Regions from separate parts of the Danio rerio genome. Here region 1 is linked to region 2. Evidence: chromatin contacts called from public Hi-C data. All regions are on one chromosome and are shown on one strand. Each heading gives the region's core, a stretch centred on a gene start, on an enhancer-like site or on the middle of the called end of the contact. The rest is flanking DNA. Distances are from core to core; before and after follow the strand shown. Region 1 holds the start of itgb1b.2 (integrin, beta 1b.2). Region 2 holds the start of pard3ab (par-3 family cell polarity regulator alpha, b).

What was found. Hi-C and Micro-C count contacts between places; a contact is called where the count stands out from the background.
Region 1: a contact with region 2 is called in a Hi-C map of hematopoietic stem cells, with 2.9 times the contacts expected there. The contact joins the promoter of itgb1b.2 here to the promoter of pard3ab in region 2. A contact is called at or near these places in 1 of 18 Hi-C or Micro-C datasets (hematopoietic stem cells) and 1 of 4 datasets of contacts at active chromatin or transcription factors (embryo).

Annotation. Positions count from the first base shown.
Region 1 is chr2:46,746,264-46,749,593 of GRCz12tu, forward strand. itgb1b.2 (integrin, beta 1b.2) reads left to right here and starts at 2,062. Exons shown (of 13, transcript NM_212928.2): 1 at 2,062-2,197; 2 at 2,375-2,441; 3 at 2,640-2,725; 4 at 2,828-3,032. The coding sequence starts at 2,375.
Region 2 is chr2:46,349,847-46,353,046 of GRCz12tu, forward strand. pard3ab (par-3 family cell polarity regulator alpha, b) reads left to right here and starts at 1,840. Exons shown (of 24, transcript NM_001423693.1): 1 at 1,840-2,177. The coding sequence starts at 2,058.

The DNA.
Region 1 (3,330 bases), core at 812-3,311, 400 kb after region 2:
AGTGTTATAAAAAAATAATTACATGTTTCTCCCTTTTTTATCTTCAGAGCTTGTAAAATTGTAATCATGTTACACACAATTTGCATTGTAAGTGCCTTTTTCATTTTTGCATCAAGCCCACTGTCTTTTGTTTCTACTAGTTATTTATTGAAATAAAGAACCCAAAACACTGGACTGCATTGTTATCAGGTTTGTTTTTGTGAGTCAGCATGCCTTATAATCAAACGTAAGAGATTTTATTATTAAATGACTTTTAGAAATGTCTGCGCTTTACACAGTTTAGCTGTGTAGTTTGTTTTTTCATCCATTTATATTCAGCACGTAGGCTATATACCATGGTACTGTTAAAAATTTGATTCAGTTTGACAGATGAGCTGATCTATATAAAGTGAACAAGGTAACATTTATGGAATGATGGGTTTTATGTGCATTTTTATTTTACCAATTAAAAATGCATTAAAGGTGATTGTCTTCAGAAACATTTTTTTTGTGCTGGTTGAAAGTGTCTTTACTTTCCAAAGGTAATGATTAAAGTCAATGATCTAAATGTATTTATATGTATTTTTATTTTCTGGGTAAGGCATAAAAAAGACTAAAAAATGCTCTTCTAATTATAAATTGTCAAGCCGATAATTCCCATAATTCTGATAAAAAGTGCAAACTGTCTGTCAGCAAATGTAGATTTGAACAACTGCGCACCTGTTCATGCAGATTGTGCGTGCACTCATGCCAAGGACATGAGTAACAGCGCTAAAAACAAATGCTGAATCAACTTTTTAAAATCCTCAATCAAATTTGTAGTTAGTTTTGCACGCTGGAGGGAGGACGACACTATGGCTGAAGAATTCCTAAAACTATTTGACTTCACGCAAAGCTGATGTAGATTGTGTTGTTATGAATGGGTTATATGCACAGAAGTGTTGTTCAGCCACTGAATTTTTCTGGAAACATTATGAGTATTTTCAATTTCATAAGGGACCTTTTACAGCATCAATAATATAGATTTTTATTTCGATTCCCCGCAAAAAGCCAAAACATTACATAGAAATCATTGAACAAATCATAAAAGAAGTGTAAATTTAAAGTAATTCATCTGTAGTAATAAGGGAAAAATCATTTACTTCATGAAGATCCTTTATGAAGTGTATGCTAAAGAGAAGTGCCGTAGCTTATCAAGGTGCTTAATTGCTAGAACGGCTGAAGTAGCTTGAAGATATGTTTCTGTTTGTTTCCATGTTTATACTAGTGTTTGTGGCACAGGGATGAGGAACTGTAATGCTGTCAAGGTCTAACTAGAACTTCAGCAGTGCAAAAGCATGGGATGAAAACCGGTTTCAAGGATTACAGCAGTTTGGAAAAGTCACTGCTTTAAAATAGCAAAAGTTGTCATACCGTTCCTAGGGTATATTTAAGTTTATTTATTTTACATCTTGTCAAAGACGATCTTATTTATTTAGGGCAACTATATTTCCAGTACTAAACCATCCACATCAAAAGTTACTGGACAGCCCACAATTTAGCAAATGTTTGAAAAAAAAAAAATGCTATAATCATCTATATACTGCATAACAAGCTAATGAACCTGAAATGCAGTGTTCAGTGGAAAAAAATGTAAAATTTTTTTTTTTTTTTACAAACATAAAAATAACTTATTTGAGCGCAGTAATAACAATACTGTGAAACGTGATATTTTATCCAGGGTTATCATACCGTCAGAATCTTATACCGGCCTATGCCTAACTATGCCTAACTAGCCTACCTGGAAAACAACGGCACATATCGTTCATAAACCACACCTGTCAACATTAGGCTGTGAAAATAAGGGGAAAGGAAGGCAATGCGGCCGTTTTTATATTTATTTTAAAGTGTTTTCAAGCCTAAATGAGAGGAAGTATAGTTCTCTTGAACAGCCATTCACATTTAAGAGCAAGGGGCGTCCCCTGGTGGTTCAGGGGAATACTTTAACTGTATTAAAGCGGGACGGGAGAATTTTGACCGGTATGTCATAAACCAATCAGAACCAAGCCTTCCACAACTCCCTACTTTTAGGTTCGAGAGGACACTCAGACTGTATGAACAAAGTAAACTACACTCAAACTTTACTTCAATATTTCAGAAACGTCCTGTAAATTTATACTGTGAACATTTATTTACAACACAACTTCAGGAGGAGCCTTAGCAGTAGCTACATATCAAGGTAAGTAACTGAACTGTTGTAAAAATTAAATGTAAGTAAAGCGTTTATGTTATATATATGTTGGTCAGCTTTTACAATGTAGATCCTGTTTACAATATAAGCAGTGTTCATATACATTTAATCTGACATTAAGAACTTAGAAAGTGTGTTAACAGCATCCTGTTCTTTCACATTTAGATGGATATAACAGTTTTGTTATTATCAGCTCTGCTAGGATTTGTTTCTTATGTCGGTGCTAACACAGGTAGGCTAATATTCAATTTAGCAACATCAACTTTTTAGTGCCTAAGGGAACATTTTAATGTTTAGGTATTTGGGGTTTGTTTCCTAGTAATCATGTGGGTAAATGTGAAGTGCTTTATTATTAATATGCAAAGAAAAACCTTTAGAAATGATGTTCTGCAAAATCAGTAATCACTGAATGTTGTTGTGTTGTGCTCAGACAGTAATCCATGCATTTCTGCAAATGCCAAAACCTGTGGAGAGTGTATTCAGATCGGCCCACAGTGTGTGTGGTGCAAAGATCCTGTAAGTTCTTTCATCTACACTGATTTTCTCCTTGTATGACTGTTGATCAGAGTCTTCCTGGACGATGTGTAGCTCAGCAAGTCTCTTCTTGCATCTAAACAGGATTTCAAACCTTCACGCTGTGATGACATTGAGTCCATGGCGAAAGCTGGCTGCACTGCAGACGGTGTAGAAAACCCTCGAGGAGCGGTCACTATTGACAAGAACAAACCCGTCACAAACCGTAAAACTGATGGAGGACAGAATCTGAGGCCCGATGAAATCACGCAGATTCAGCCACAGAAAGTCAAGCTGAACCTTCGCTCAGGTACTGGATCACAGAAACATCACTGGATCTGTCTAAATATGTTTTGAGAAAAGAATCATGACACTCTCATCCAAATGTCAATCAAAATATTGCTTAGTCATCTCAACTCAGCAAGCAATGGGCTTGGGCTGTCAGTAAAAATCTATTAGATGTCTAACAACAGTCAAAAATAGACTAGTGACCAAATAGACAGAAATAAAGGACTACAGATTCGAAGTTTGCGTAATCTGTCTATTAGATGACTAGTTGTCTATGTTAAGACGTGTATTAAACACAAAAATATTTGTTTGCTAAGAAT
Region 2 (3,200 bases), core at 590-3,089:
AAAAAAGAAAACATTATTTATCTAATGCATTTTACAGCAGTTTAATTTTCAAAGCATTTTGTCAAAATATGCGTCAAATAAGATTTGTCACTGAAAATCATTCTGCTAGCAGAAACAAAGAAAAAGTCATAGCCAATTCAAGACACAAAATCACCCCATGAGTGGATGAAAACATCCCCAACAGTACATAAGGGTTAAAGTAAAGCTGGTTTATTGAACCATAAAGGCTATTTTTATATAACCCTTTTATTTTGGTGGTTTATTTTTCACGTTATAACTCTATCAGAATATCTTAAATATTCGTTAACTTTAATCCATAATGGCAAAATGGTTGGATAATCCTTTCTTTTGCTGATGCATTCTAACGGGGGAAGGTTAGTGTGATTCCTTGATCAGAGTGGATGTCTGACACGATCTCTACTTGGACAGAGTGTCACATGTGTTGAATTTGTATACGTATATTGTGTTCAACAGAAAAAAAAGGAATTTCATAAAAGTTTATAACACTTTGAGTGTGAGTAAACAGTGAGGAAATTTTCATTGTTGGGTGAACTATTCCTTTAGTCCATTGACTTGGATTTTATTACGTTTTTATTCACGGTTATGGCTTAAAGTCATCATAAATATTATACAAAAAATAAAATTCATCTGCATCTTGGGAGAGTGAGTAAATTAAAGAGATAGCTCACACAAAAATGAAATATACTTTTTCCCAAGTGGTTCCAAAATTTTCTTTTTTCTGTTCACTAAAGATGATATACTAAAAAACATGTAAATATTGACTATCATATGGGAAAAACAAATATAGAAGTCAACATTTGGAGTGTTTGGAAACCTTTCATCAAAGTTGTCATAAAACTATTCAACAAAAGCCACTCTTGTCTTAAGACAATTGTGAAACTTTTCAACAAAACTTGGATCCACTTCAAATGTTGACTGCTGTACTGTGGTAAACAATAATTACAGATTTCCAAAACATTTTCCAAAATAACTCATTTTATGTTAAATTAAACAAACACACTCAAACAGGTTTGTGACAAGCAGGGGCAGATTTAACCAATAAGCAAGGTAAGCGGCCACTTAGGGCCCCATGAAATCTGAGGGACCCCAAATAAATACCTAGAAGTCTAAATGATACTATAAATTATACATAACATTGTTTTCTATTATATTTTGTATACAGTGAGGGTCTAAAAATGTTAATTTTAAGGTAATTATTACATCTGTGCAAATGTGTTCCCCACCTTCAATCATGGACCAGTCCAGCAGTCAAATCAGTAAAGATTTAGTTTTAAAAACGAAATCGTTCAATTATTATGTTTAGTTGTGAATTCAACTTAAGAAAACAAATAGTTTCAAAAGTTTTACAAGGTGCTTTACATGTCATTATTAATTTGCATAAAAATAAAATGTAGAAAACGAGATGGAAATATATTTTACAAAAAAAAAAAAAAAAAAAAACAGCAAAATAAATTTTGGGCCCTTTGGTTGGAATTGCTTATGTCCCCAAAATCCCACAATCTGCCCCTGGTGACAAGTGAAGGTCGTTTGGAAGAACTATCCCTTTAACACAATGTTTATTTTAGGTAGCTGGCCCTTTAAGACACTGAGATTTCATTAATTCATCCATAAGACTCCTAAAGATAATAAATCCTTCGAATGTTAATAAACACACATTTTACTATTATTTAAAAAAAAAGTTAAGGCGTTAATTTTTGAACAAATAGTGTCACATATATATTTCATAATATGTGCCAATTTCAAGCATTACCGATACGGCAGTTCGGCTTCACCGCCAGAGGGCGCACAAAACCCATTGTCGTTGCTCCCAAACCGATTGAACACGGCGCGGTTCCCGTACACAGACCCCAAACACTAAACAGGTGGTCATACACCGCGGCACAGCGTCCGCCGCGATGAAACGGAACGGGTACCGACCGTAAAGTCACACCGATCCGCCAAGGTGCTGAACCAAAGATTATTGATGATCTTGACACCAGAGCACGGGAGCCTTTGATCCCGAGTTTCCCTTGGATTCGGGAAGGAGTGTTGGAACTATGAAAGTGACGGTGTGTTTTGGGAGAACTCGGGTCGTGGTTCCGTGCGGAGACGGAAACATTAAAGTGCAGTCGCTCGTCCAGCAGGCCGCGATGCGGTACCGGAGAGCGATCGCCAAGGTGAGATGCTGTTTCACTGTATCATCTGATTGTGCTTTGGAAACATAGTTGCGCCGGTGAGGGCTGCAAATATGGCGGTGTGGAGACGGAGTGAGTGAGCGGGGGAAGGGATCAGGACCGTCCGGACACTTTAACTCTGCTCAACACTTCAAAGAACGCCTTTATTCCCCATTAAATAAAGCGCTGTGTGTTTTTATCCTGCTACAGTGTTCCAATCCGCCTTCTTTGTTCTTTATGTCCACAATGGTGCTCTGAAATCCACTGGGAAGTAGGGCAATACGAAGTAATGTTGTAAAGGACGAAGTTTTCTCCATGTTATTATTATCTCTATTTAGAAATGACAGCATTTAATAGAAGGCAATATTATGTATATTGAGTTTTGGTGTGCACGGCTGGTTGCTACAGCTGACGCATCATTAACGTTATGCTGTTTGATGAACAAAATGTCTTGAACTTTTGTCTTGTATTTGTGTGTGTGTGCGTGCGTGCGTGCGTGTGTGTGAGAGAGTGAGTCCTAGGCTTTGTTTCAATGAGGCTGCTGCTAGGCTAACAGTCATAACTCAGATGTCTTTTACACGGTTTATACATGTAACCCGTTGTTTGGAAGTTAAAACGCAGATATACTTCAAGAGAGCGAGGCGCCAAAACAGGGACGCTGTCGGTCAGGAATCAACAAGCGGTCGGTTGAGCGCGAGAACTCCAGCAGACGCTCAGCTCGACGCGTCGTTAGCAGTTATGGGGCGCTGAGGATGTAATTAACATCAGCCTAGTGTTATTGTGATAATTTGAACATTTTTATACGATAAAAACAGATTAGGGCTTAAATATCATTACAAAACTTTAAACATGTCATACTAATAGAAAATGCCCTTATTGTTGTTCATAGCGGGTCGACCTCTCACGGGGGCTACCATGTTGTCATCGTTTGATTTTTCTTTTTTTCCAAGAGCAAACTCCGCCTCACGCGACTCATTTGATTTCATTTGTCTATTGGTATCGGCGAGGAATGCGAGTTTTCACAAA